Linked DNA regions of Macaca mulatta: region 1 is linked to region 2. A link is a contact called in public Hi-C data. All regions are on one chromosome and are shown on one strand. Each heading gives the region's core, a stretch centred on a gene start, on an enhancer-like site or on the middle of the called end of the contact. The rest is flanking DNA. Distances are from core to core; before and after follow the strand shown.

Evidence for each region. A called contact is a pair of places that touch in the nucleus more often than the background predicts.
Region 1: a contact with region 2 is called in a Hi-C map of cortical neurons, with 4 times the contacts expected there. The contact joins the promoter of SGSM3 here to the enhancer-like site in region 2. A contact is called at or near these places in 2 of 14 Hi-C or Micro-C datasets (cortical neurons and fetal cortex germinal zone).

Annotation. Positions count from the first base shown.
Region 1 is chr10:11,155,970-11,162,486 of T2T-MMU8v2.0, reverse strand. It overlaps SGSM3 (small G protein signaling modulator 3), which reads left to right and starts at 3,866. Exons shown (of 22, transcript XM_077949655.1): 1 at 3,866-3,948. All of the region lies in intron 13 of ADSL (adenylosuccinate lyase), which reads left to right.
Region 2 is chr10:10,878,628-10,885,350 of T2T-MMU8v2.0, reverse strand. No RefSeq gene overlaps it. Among named protein-coding and RNA genes, the nearest start is that of MRTFA, 18 kb to the left of the region's middle. Within about 2 kb of position 1,255, at least 26 of the 40 cell types and tissues checked have an H3K27ac peak or open chromatin away from gene starts, as enhancers often do. A contact at or near this core is called in cortical neurons and fetal cortex germinal zone, where this site is marked.

The DNA of each region.
Region 1 (6,517 bases), core at 2,617-5,116, 270 kb before region 2:
TAAACGAAAAATCATTAATTGCTGAGGCATGAAAATTGTGTTACTGTAATGTCTTATTTTACCTCGAGAATTGTTACCTTAAATTAATACAGCACTTTCTTCTATCCATGGTCTTTCCCATTTCTCAGTCTCATATTTCTCAACAATGCAGAAACAAAGAGCATTGAAGTTTACTCTGTTGTTTACAACAACACAAACTTGCATAATAAATGTAGTTCGTACTTGATCTCTGTTCTTTCAAGGCATATTTTCCAGCTGCCTCAAGTTTAGTCCTTTTCACGTGTTCGTTTGCTTGTAAAGTAGCAAGAAATTTCTGGTCCTGTCCTCTAAAAGTGAATTAGATCTAGGTCTAGCAAAATAGCCTGGACTCAGTGATTGAGTCCATGATCAGATATACCTTTTATTTCGGTTATTTTTGGCTAGTATAAGTAATGAAGTTTGGAACTACAGTAAATACTTAAAAACAAAACAGAACAAAAAAAAAACCCTGATGTGACCATCAGGCTTATTCAGCCAAAGTTGTGCCCAACCTCATTTCATCTTTTGATAAGGCTTATATATCAGGGAAATGCTAATTGAGTATATTGATTTCATCAGGGCACCTGACAGTCTTTATTCCTTGTTGCATGGATTTTGTTGTTGAGGCTTGCTCTGTCACCCAGACTAGAGTGCAGTAGCACAATCTTGGCTCACTGCAACCTCCACCTCCTGGGTTCAAGCGATTCTCCGGCCTCAGCCTCCCAGGTAGCTGGGATTACAGGCACCCGCCGCCACACCTGGCTAACTTTTGTATTTTTAGTAGGGATGGGGTTTTGCCATGTTGTCCAGGCGGGTCTTGAACTCCTGACCTCAAGTGATCCACCCATCTCAGCCTCCCAAAGTTCTGGGATTACAGGCATGAGCCACCATGCCCGGCCTAATCTTGTTTTCTTTTTTACTTGTTTACAGTGTAAGCAAATGCCATTGGACAAGAACATTGAACATTGTCTGTGTCATTCCTTGTTGTATTTCCAATAGCAAGAGCACATCAGATACTTGGCAACTAGGCAGTCTTCCAGCTTCCGCCACCACGCCCAACTTCCTTGTTGCAGTATTATAGCTGATTGAAGCAACTGTAGCCAAATATTGAGTTAATTACCTACCTGCCAGGAGAGCCCTTGTTATTTAGCCCATTCTCATCCTACGTATTTTTCAGCATAGATGAAAATGAAAGCTTTTGTTTATCAGATTTGTAAATGACACAAAACTGGGAGAATTAACAAGTACATTTATTTGGTAAAATAAGTTTTCATCTATAACCTAAACAGGCTGAAATGATGTGCCTTAAACTAAGAGGAAAAATAAGATCAATGTAAATAAATTAACCTTAAACTCAGTATGCACCAGAACTGAGAGAAGACTGTTTTAGGAGGTGTTAATGGTTGTCCAGTGCCCAGAAAGCCACCAGAGGCTTACTGCTCCCCACTCTTGGCATTACATTCAATTTTGGATACCCAGTCTGAGGAACAGAGAGAAACTGGAGAGCGAACCTCCAAAAAGATCTTGTGGTGGAGGAATGTTAGGGCTCTTTATCCTATCCAGGAGAAAACTTGTCAGCACTTCAAATATTGCCGCGTGGAGGAAGAGTGACTTGATTGTGTGTTGCCCCAAGAGACACTGAGATCAATACCCATTATTAAGGCTCTGAGATTGGCTTGGGGCCAGACATTGGAACCACTGAGATTAGCAATCCACCCTCAATCTCCCAGGTCAGGCAGAAGCTGGAAGACTGCCTAGTTAGGAATGTTGTGGGGGAGAGGAGGCTGAATCGGTTCCAGTTTTATCTAAAAGTAGCCAGAAAAGCAGGTTGAGATGATGCGCACTTGCAGTCCCAGCTACTTGGGAAACTGAGGCAACAGGGTCACGAGCCCAAGAGTTCAGTCCAGGCTGGGTGACATAGCGAGAACTTGTCACTTAAAGCCAACCTAAGAGAAGAGCTCAACCTATTGGGAAAAACAATAGAAGGCAATTCTGAAAACCAAATTCTGAATATAGGCTAGTATAGCAAGCAAGTGGGGATAGCATAGAGCCATTTGCTCAACTTCCAGAAAGAGTCACTCTATTCATCTCTTTAAAAAATCTTGAAAAGGGCCAGGTGCGGTGGTGGCTCATGCCTGTAATCCCAGCACTTTGGGAGGCCGAGGCAGGTGGATCACCTGAGGTCAGGAGTTCAAGACCAGCCTGACCAAGAAGGTGAAACTCCATCTCTACTAAAAATACAAACAATTAGCCGGGCATGGTGGCAGGCACCTGTAGTCCCAGCTACTCGGGAGGCTGAGACAGGAGAATTGCTTGAACCTAGGAGTCAGAAGTTGCAGTGAGCCAAGATCATGCCACTGCACTCCAGCCTGGGCAATGGAGCGAGACTCAGTCTCAAAAAAAAAAAAAAAAAAAATCCTGAAATGATAAGTCTGAAACAAGGAAATTAAGTCATTGGACTCTGACCAGATATTCTGTCTACTTCCTTCTCTGGTATGGGCAACTTAGAGGCAGCAACTACTATCAGTTTATCTAATGTGAGACTTTATATTACATAACAGATGTTGGGGATATAGGATACCATGGATTTTAGTTAATACATTTCCTCATAGAAAATAAGGAAATAAGATAACAGTCTTCTTCCTGTCCTAACAATTCTGTTAGACTAATGGTCTCCAGTGATTGGCGATTTGACCTGGTTTCTTCCTGGACTATTTGAGTGGGTGGATTTGTTGGTGCATCTCTGTCTTCTTTCCTTTTCCATTCTCCTTTGTTTCTGTATTTACACACTTGTATGCAACTCTGTAATCTGATTTTCCCATGTAGCATTTTAATTTGATGGTCTGCATGTTCACTGGAAAACATGTTAAATGTACATTTTTATATATATCATATATATATATATATATATATATGAGAGACAAGATCTCGCTCTGTCGCCCAGGCTGGAGTGCAGTGGTGTGACCACAGCTCACTGCAGCCTCGATTTCCTGGCTCAAGCGATCCTCTCACCTCAGCCTCTTGAGTAGCTGGGACTATGGCACACACAACCACACCTGGCTAATTTTTTGTTGTTTTTTGTAAAGACAGGGTCTCACTATGTTAACCCAGGCTGTTTTCTTTAAGATTGGTTTAAACTGCCGGGCGCGGTGGCTCACGCCTGTAATCCCTGCACTTTGGGAGGCCGAGGCGGGCGGATCACGAGGTCAGTAGATCGAGACCATCCTGGCTAACACGGTGAAACCCCGTCTCTACTAAAATACAAAAAATTAGCCGGGCGCGGTGGCGGGCGCCTGTAGTCCCAGCTACTCAGGAGGCTGAGGCAGGAGAATGGCGCGAACCCGGGAGGCGGAGCTTGCAGTGAGCCGAGATGGTGCCACTGCACTCCAGCCTGGGCGACAGAGTGAAGACTCCGCCTCAAAAAAAAAAAAAAAAAAAAAAGATTGGTTTAAACTCACGCAGACTCCAGCATCAAAACTACCCAGATGTTAGGTTCTGGGCAGAACATGGGACAACTGATGAAATGTCTGCTCAGCTGAAGTCAGACACCTGGACACTTAATGCCCTCTTTCCCTGGCTGGTGCTCAGTTTCATTTAAGAACCAGGAGATTCTAATGTTTGTAACCATAGCTTTAGTGGAAGCACAAGGGTTAGGAGTCCCCAGAAAGGTATGATGAAGCCTGGGTGGATGTGAGGATTGGTGAGACGGCAAAAGCATCGCTGTGCCTGCAGGCCTTGGGACGGGGTCGCAAAGCTCCTGGCCGCGTCCCGCCAAGTGGGCGGGAACGACTACAGCCCCCAGCATGACCCGCGGCCGCCTATGCTCCGCCCCGCCACGCGTGCGCTTAGGCGCCGCTGAGCGCCGACTGGGTGCGAGCGGGGAAGCCGCTAACCTGACCCGGATTGGCGCTGAGGTGGCCCGTGGGGCAGGTGAGTGCGGGGACGGGAGTCAGCAGAGACTGAACGGCGCCCACAAGTTCCCCTCAGGCTGGGGTTGCGGGGCGTTTGTGGTCGGACTGTTTGACCGAGGGATGTACGGGCCAAAGGCGCCCACTAGAGAGAAGCACCGCCTCGGGCCGGAGAGCCGCCGGGCCGACCTTACTCGCGTCGCGGGTGGAATGGGGGCCGGGGACGCGGCGGGGCGGAGAGGTCGGCTGCGTACCCCGGACCGGCTGACCCTAGACGGCCGAGGCCACCTCAGGTGTTCGGGGCGGGAACCGGAATCCACCGCGCTGGCAGCCGGGAGCGGTTTTACAGAAACCGCGCCTGATGCGGGGGGCTTTTTTTAAAAAGCCTGGCTGGCTCCGGCACGGGGACAGCTGCAGACTCCTCCTCAGGTTTAACTTGCGCCTTTCCCTTTGAGAGTCAGATCCAGGTGCAGAACCCAGGCTCGGATCCACGCCGAGACTCGGAACACAGGTGTGTTTGCATTTTAGCACGGGGGAAACTGAGGCATACGTTAGCCAGAATCACCCGGTGTGGTTAGGATTGGAATTTTGAAAATTATTCTCATACTTAGTTTACTGATCTAGGCTCTTTTTTATTTGGAGAGAAAAATGAAGCTGTTTCAAAGGTTTTCAGTGACTGGGTGACTAGAGTTGGGGTGGGTTGATGGCTTTTTGTTTTGTGGTGGGATAGAGATATCCTGGAATATTCCACACCCTTCTTGATTCTTTCTTAGTAAATTCAAGTCCAATCAGACTCTGCTTCACAAAAACTGCATTTTCAACTTCGACTCGTTTACTCGTAGTTTGCGTGACAGGTTTGTGATTAGGTTTGTAAGTATATACACTTCCCACTTTTCTTGCTCATCTCTTTTAGTTCCAATTCTCTCTGCACTCTAAACAACTGAATTACATCTTTGTTCTACATATTTCTCTTCTTGGTGATTAATTTGTAATTCTTTTTTTTCTTTTCTTTTCTTTTTTTAATTTAAGACTGCGTTTCGCTCTTGTTGCCTGGGCTGGAGTGCAGTGGCGCGACCTCGGCTCACTGCAAGCTCCGCCTCCCGGGTTCAAGGGATTCTTCTGTCTCAGCCTCCTGAGTAGCTGGGACCACGGGCGCCCGCCACCACGCCCGGCTAATTTTTGTATTTTTAGTAAAGAGGGGGTGTTTCACTATGTTGGCCATGCTGGTCTCGAACTCCTGACCACAGGTGATCCGCCCGCCTCGGGCCTCCCAAAGTGCTGGGATTGCAGGCGTGGGCCACTGCGCCAGGCCGGATTAATTTGTAATTCTATAGATAGATATCTTTCCTGGCTTTTGATAGTCCTAAGTGAATGCAGCTTTTTCATCCCTAATTATCACAGTAGCCTGAGCTTTAGTTCTTCTCCGTGTCCCTTTTTAAGCGTGGAGGTTTGTGGTCTGGGAGGGAGGGGAGAGGGTGAGGTGTCTGTTGATCAGCTATGGGTAACAGGTGAACATAACCAATGACCAGAACATTAAAAGGCTGTAAACAAACAATTGCTTCAATGTAAAAACGCATACCTCGTGAATTTGGAAACATATCAGGTTGATAGAAAAGTGAACTGGGGTAGAACCTCACAGAAATGAACCTGACATTAGGGTGAAATATTGAGAAGGGAAGTGAGGAGATAATCATCTCTTTTATTTTACAGCCATCTTTCTGTCGCTAGAGTGGATGTAGGAACATCCTGCTGGCTCAGAAGCTTAAAAAAAGCTCTGTGTGTTTTCAGTTTTTCTCTTAGTTCTCAATGAAGGTTTTGGCAGGAGCCCAAAATCTTGTACCTTTGATAATTTAACATGAGTTTCATCTTGCTTACTCTCCAGATAGCCTGTTATTCAGCTGGTGACGTCAGTAATTTTCCACAGCAGCCATTCATGAGCTCATGCAATGACTGTCACAAGGAAATGGGAATAGCACAATGAGTGTTACAGAAGAAAAAAAGATCCTGTTTCTTTGCCATCACATATTATACACAGACTTAGGGAATCTAGACTGGAGCACAGGATATGTGGGAGGGGTTAGAACACCAGAGTGCAGGCTCCTACCTGTAGTAATAATCATTGAAACCATTTATTGAATGCCTTCTGCTTTCCAAACACAGAATTTAAGTCTACCTGACTCTAAACTCCTCTCTTTTAACTGCTGTACTACCTTAACAACTGTGTTCAAGTATTTCTCATTCTTAAAACTATATGAAACTTCCCTGTGGATCATATTTCCCTTCAAATTACTACCATTTCTCCTGCTTTTCCTTTCTAGACTTGTCCTTAAGAAGCAGACTCTACATTCTTCTCTAACATTTACTGCTTTGTTCATTGCAGTCTGGCTTCTACCCTCAACTCTGTTGAAACTACTCTCATGAATTCCTCTCAATGATTTATTGAGTATCTACTGTGTATATCATCTTCTAGACTTATAAAGACGGCTAAGACATGGTTTTTGCCCTCAGGTAGTTTAGGGATTAATGAGAGAGGGTAGTTTATACATCTCAATATATGTTTACCACTGATAGGTCAGTTGTGGTGTTTCGTT
Region 2 (6,723 bases), core at 6-2,505:
TCTTGAACTCTTGACCTCAGGTGATCCACCCGTCTCAGCCTCCCAAAGTGCTGGGATTATAGGCATGAGCCACTGCGCCTGGTGCAAGTGACTTTAACAGCACTTTTGCAAAATGCGAGTGATAATGCATTCCGATGGTTATAGATGAAGGTTAAGTAATTTAGCTGAGTTCAAACAGGCAGTAAATGGTAGAGCTGTGATTGGAACACAGACCATCTAGTGCCACAGTCCAGCCTTTTAGCTACAATGCCCTGCTTAGTTGTGGCTGGTCAGCTCTCTGTGGGTCCAGCAAGGGCTAACCTAAGAGAACACACCAGCAAAAGGGCTATGACAGAGCAGTGTCTTAAAGGTGGCTCTACACAAAGTCACAAATTAGTTACAGTAACTCATTGCTTTGTATTCCTCTCACCTGTTCTGTGAGATTCCACAATTTCTCCTGCCTTCAGTTGCATTGCTTGGTGTATGATACATAGTCAATCTTTTTATCCATATCTCAGGAACAAAATGTAACACAAATTCTACTTGTGGGTATCTTCCTGTATTCGGTTTTACAAAGCACTTGCATGTTGCTTTGTCAGGAAACAGCAGTTCTTTCTCCAAAGAGAAAAGTTGTTTCACTAATATTAACCTCATTCCCTATAGCTCAGTATCCTTGCCTTTCTCTCTACATAATCACTTTTTATCCAAATGCTGAGTCACTATATGCTTTTTTGAAGACATTTTAAATAGCACTCAATTCCGTACATGCAGCACCAACACTGCACCTAACTCAGTTGAAGTTAGGACAATATGAACAGCTATGTTTAATTTATCAAATTTGGAAGCAATGATGATTCCATTAAGATGAAAAAAAATCATGTTTTAGGATTAGTTAAATGTAGTAGCAAATGGTGGTACTGATTAAAATTCTTACAACTGCAAGTGACAAAAAACAGAGTAACTTAAGCAAAAGGGCTGCATTAAGCTAGGAAACTTCAAAAGTCCCTATATTATTCCAGCTTCAGGTATGGCTGGATTCAGGACTCCAGAATATAACCAGGACTCAGTTTCCTGCCATTTCTCTTTCTTTTCCGCATGGTTGGTGTCAGTGGCAGGTTTCACACGCTGGCAAGCTGGAGCCAGCAGCTCCAGCTCCAGCTCTAGGACCCCTGGAGTTGAGCCGAGCGAAAATAAGGAAGAGAGGCTTTGTCCCAGACATTTTAGCCTGAGTCTCAATGCCTCTTATTGGCTCCAACAGATCACATGCCCAGCCCTGAGCCAATCAATGTGGCCACATCCAGGACAGTTACTACTGCCCCCGTCCCCTGCCGAGGAGACCGGCTGGAAACCCGAGGGCTGTTGGGTCTTCCCCGGGAGATGGGGAGAGAGGATGCGGGGCAGCTGGCAACACGTACGTGCCTTACGGGTGGTCTGTGGGGACTTAGGAGGGCTTAGCACCCAGAGCATTAGCCCAGGGCCTGACCCCGGGTGGCCTCTCCTGGCCGCAGGCTGCTTGGCAGGGCTGGAGGGGAGGAGACCCACAGTTCCGGGCCTGAGTCACCTCCCTCCTGGCCGGGCTTAGGCGGCACTGACTCAGCGCCTGCGTGAGCTGGATGCTGCCTGGAAAGCTAATCAGCCTCCGAGGCGAGTCATGCCTCCTGTGACGTGGGCTTGTGCCGTGAGTGGGCGGGAATGAATGAAGAAGCGTGGGCTCACCATGGTTCCTAGAACGTTGATGAAGTGACGGGAGAGGGAGGCGGAAGTGAAGAGCAGCCCTTGGAAAAGGCTGCCAGCCCAGGCTGCGGTGCTGTCTGCAGGCCCGTGCAGCCTGGTCCGGGGTGGGCTCTCTGCACCCGGCCCGTGCAGCCTGTTCCCGGGGTGGGCACACAGCTGCCACCGCCCCAAACCCCAGCACCGGGGAGCGCCCCAGGGCTCTGCTGTGGTCTGCCCCGCGGCTAGCAGGCCCTCCTCCGGTTCTTCCCTGTGTTTCAAACCTAAGTTCCATGAGGCAGGACGGGGTTGGTGGGGGCAGGCGGGAGGGCCGGGGATTGGAAGGTTGGCTAGCTCCACCTCCTGCCCTCCCCACCGCACCCTAAACTTAGTCTTGACAAACGGATCTCTGTGCCTTTAGGGGAGAGGAGAGGAGAAGAAATGGTGGTAAAGAAAGAAAGGCAAGGGGAGCTGTGCAGAACCACTCTAAAGCTGGAGCGTTCAATGCGGAGGACCTGCTCTGTGCCAGGCCCCCAACTGGGAGGTGTGGACAACGTTCCTGCCTTCCGGGTGCTCAGAGTCTAGTCTGGAGACAATAAGAAAAATGGTTAATCACCATGGAATGCGCTAGCGCCTTAGCCCGAAGCAGGGGTCTGGTTGTTGAGGTTTGTTGAAGGAAAATGCCTGTAAGGGCTGGGGGCTGGGCGCAGTGGCTCACGCCTGTAATCCCAGCACTTGGCAGGCCGAGGTGGGCGGATCATGAGGTCAGGAGTTTGAGACCAGCCTGACCAACATGGTGAAACCCCGTCTCTCCTAAAAATACAAAAATTAGCCAGGGCATGGTGGCATGTGCCTGTAGTCCCAGCTACCCGGGAGGCTGAGGCAGGAGAATCGCTTGAACCCAGGAGGCGGAGGTTGCAGTGAGCTGAGATTGTACCACTGCACTCCAGCCTGGGTGACAGCGTGAAACTCTGTCTCAAAAAAAAAAAAAAGGCCCGAAGGGTCAACATGTGCAGAAGTTACAGGGGCGCATAGCCCTTTCTAGAAACCTTAAGATGTTTAAGGGTAACACAGGGTATTGGGGGAAGCAGGAGAAGAGGCCTGACCCTGAAGTGTCCTCTGTGCTCAACAAAAACAGGAGTTCTAAAAGAACCGGATTTTCCTTTCACCCCACCTCAGTCCTTTCTGCAAACATTTGCCCTGTGTCACAGGGCAAGCCAGCCCCTGTTCAGTTGCATGAAATCAAGACCCAGACGCTGCAGAACTGAAGTGGGACAGGACTGACCACCAGTTGGAAAAAGGCTGAAGAGGGTAGTCCAGAAAGGGGCTGTCTCTAAAGGCTAAAAATACAAGGGTGAGACCAACTGAAGTGTGGCAGTTTCCTTGACATTGGCATTTTGGTTTTGTTCTCCTTTTTTTAAGATAAGAGTTATATAGCTCAGTAACATCAGTATTTTGGAATTAGGATAGGAAGAAAGTCGCATCACAAGGGAGCCCCATGGAGAGGAATGAGCACAGAATTTGGAGTCAGAAGAGTGGAAGGCCTGGGCTTGGGGCCTGGCTGCACCGTGCCAGCTGGATGGTTCTGGGAAAACTGCCCAAATCTCTGCTCCGCAGTCCCCACATCTGTCAGTAGGGATCACATCTGCCTCACCGGATCAGCTGAGACAAGGCACGTGTGTAAAAGGCTGTACAAATGTTAGTTACTATAAGGTTGTCTCAAAAAAAATAAAACCCACAGCAAAGAGTATCCCAAGGCAGGCTCATTTTACTTCAGTTACCATTTGGCACCAAGCAGATCAGGGGACTTACTAGATGACACAGCAAGTCAGTGGCAGAGCCAAGGAGTGCACTCATCCAAGTTACTGATTCCGATGTTGTCAGCAAAACCAGCTGAAACCCATCTTCACACTGCAGTTCAGAGGGTGTCCTCAGGAAGCGCCTCTCTGCAAAGCATGTTCAAGGTGGTTCCCAGTGGCCTGCCAAATGGTCAGCAAGGTATAACTGGATGACGCTCCCAGGAAGCAGAGTGAAAAGAGACAAGGAGTAGGAAACTAATATCCACAGTTGGCCATTTGTCCCAAGGACCAGAGTGGAGACTGCATTTCTAAGTGCTTCCTCTGTCCACAGCCCTCCTCCCCGATACCTTTTAAAAACAGATTTGCTGGCTGGGCACAGTGGCTCATGCCTGTAATCCCAGCACTTTGGGAGGCTGAGGCAGGTGAATTGCCTGAGCTCAGGAGTTCGAGACCAACCTGGGCAAAACCCTATCTTTACCAAAAAATACAAAAAGCTAGCCGGGCCTTATGGTGCATACCTGTGGTTCCAGCTATTGGGAAGGCTGAGGTGGGAGGATCACTTGAGCCTGGGAGGCGGAGGTTGGAATGAGCTGAGATCACACCACTGCACTCCAACCTGAGTGACAGACTGAGACCCCCATCTCACAAAAACAAAACACAGATTTGTTGGCTGGGCATAGTGGCACATGCCTGTAATCCCAGCACTTTAGGAGGCCGAAGTGGAAGGATCACTTGAGTCCAGGAGTTTGAGACCAGCCCAGGCAACACAGCAAGACTTTGTGTTCCCTTTAAAAAAAAAAAATTAGCCGGGTTTGGTGGCATACACCTGTAGTCCTAGCTACTCTGGAGGCTGGGGTTCGAGGATCTCTTGCTCCCAGGAGCTCGAGGCTGCAGTGAACTGATGATACCTCTGTACTCTGGCCTGGGCAACAGAGTGAGACCCTGTCTCAAAAAAACAAAAACAAACAAACAAAAACCACATTTGTTGAAATATAATTCACATACAATAAAAATACATCATTTTGCCGGGTGTGGTGGCTCACGCCTGTAATCCCAGCACTTTGGGAGGCCGAGGCGGGCGGATCACGAGGTCAGGAGATCGAGACCATCCTGGCTAACACAGTGAAACCCCATCTCTACTAAAAATGCAAAAAATTAGCTGGGCATGGTGGTGTGCGCCTGTAGTCCCAGCTACTCAGGAGGCTGAGGCAGGAGAATTGCTTGAACCAGGGAAGGGGAGCTTGCAGTGAGCCGAGATCGCGCCACTGCACTCCAGCCTGGGCAACAAAGCAAGACTCCATCTCAAAAAAACAAAAAAACAAAACAAACAAAAAATATATCATTTTAAAATGTACAATTCATGGTGATGTGCATCTGAAGTCCCAGCTACTTAGAAAGCTGAGATGAGAGGATCACTGTGAGTCAATGCAACCGCTTTGCTTTATAAATTACCCAGTCTCGGGTATTTCTTCATAACAGAGTGAGAATGGACTAATGCATCCTCCCACCTCGGCCTCCCGAAGTGTTGGGATTACAGGCATGAGCCACTGTACCCGGCTGTTTACACTCTCTTGATGGTGTCCTTTAAAGCACAAAAATTGGTGGGAAGCAGTGGCTGATGCCTATAATCCCAGCACTTTGGGAGGCCCAGATGGGAGGATTGCTTGAGGGTAGCTTGGGCAACATAGCGAGACCTCCATCTCTACAAAATTTTTAAAATTAGCTGGGTGTGGTCGTGCATGCCTGTAGTCCCAGGTACTCGGGAAGTCAAGGCTGGAGGATCACTGCAGCCTTGAGTACGGGAGGTTGAGACTGCAGTGAGTTGTGATCGCACCACTGCACCCCAGTCTGACCAAAAGAATGAGACCCTGTCTAAGAATGGCGTGAACCTGGGAGGCGGAGCTTGCAGTGAGCTGAGATCCGGCCACTGCACTCCAGCCTGGGAGACAGAGCGAGACTCCGTCTCAAAAAAAAAAAAAAAAAAAAAAAAAGAATGAGACCCTGTCTGAAAAAAAAAAAAAAGGCCGGGCAGGGTGGCTCACGCCTGTAATCCCAGCACTTTGGGAGGCTGAGGTGGGTGGATCACGAGATCAGGAGATTAAGACCATCCTGGCTAACACAGTGAAACCCCATCTCTACAAAAAATACAAAAAATGAGCTGGGCGTGGTGGTGGGCGCCTGTAGTCCCAGCTACACGGGAGGATGAGGCAGGAGAATGGCGTGAACCCAGGAGGCGGAGCTTGCAGTGAGCCGAGATAGGACCACTGTATTCCAGCCTGGGCGAAAGAGTGAGACTCTGTCTCAAAAAAAAAAAAAAAAAAAAAAAAAAAGACAAAAAGCCGAAAAAAAAGCACAAAAGTTTTAAAATCATTATTAAGTCTAATTTATCTATTATTTTTTCTACTGTTGCTTGTGCTTTTGGTGTCAATCTAAGAAGTCTTTGCCATACCCAAGGTTTACTGCTGCATTTTCTTCTAAGAGTGTTATAGTTTAAGTTCTTACAGTTAGGTCTGTGATCCATTTTGAGTTAATTTTCTTTTTTTTTTTTTTTTTTTTTTGAAATGGGGTTTTGCTCTTGTTGCCTAGGCTGGAGTGCAATGGCATGATCTCAGCTCACTGCAACCTCTGGCTCCTGAGTTCAAGTGATTCTCCTGTCTCAGCCTCCCGAATAGCTGGGATGACAGGGTGCATGCCACCACGCCTGGCTAATTTTGTATTTTTAGTAGAGATGGAGTTTCACTGTGTTGGCCAGACTGGTCTCAAACTCCTGACCTCACGTGATCCACCTGGCTTGGCCTCCCAATGTGCTGGGATTACAGGCATGCACCTCCATGCCCAGCTAATTTTGTAATTTTAGTAGAGACGGGCTTTTACCATGTTGGTCAGGCTGGTCTCGAACTCCCAACCTCAGGTGATCCACCTGCCTCGGCCTCCCAAAGTGCTGGGATTACAAGTGTGAGCTGTAGTGCCAGGGTGCTTTTTTTTGTTTCTTTTTATGGCATGTGGATATCTGGCTCTTCCATATTCATTCCCCCAATGAATTGTCTTGGCATCTTTGTAAAAAAAAAAAAAAAATCGGCCGGGCGCGGTGGCTCAAGCCTGTAATCCCAGCACTTTGGGAGGCCGAGACGGGCGGATCACGAGGTCAGGAGATCGAGACCATCCTGGCTAACACAATGAAACCCCGTCTCTACTAAAAATACAAAAAAATTAGCCGGGCGTGGTGGCGGCGCCT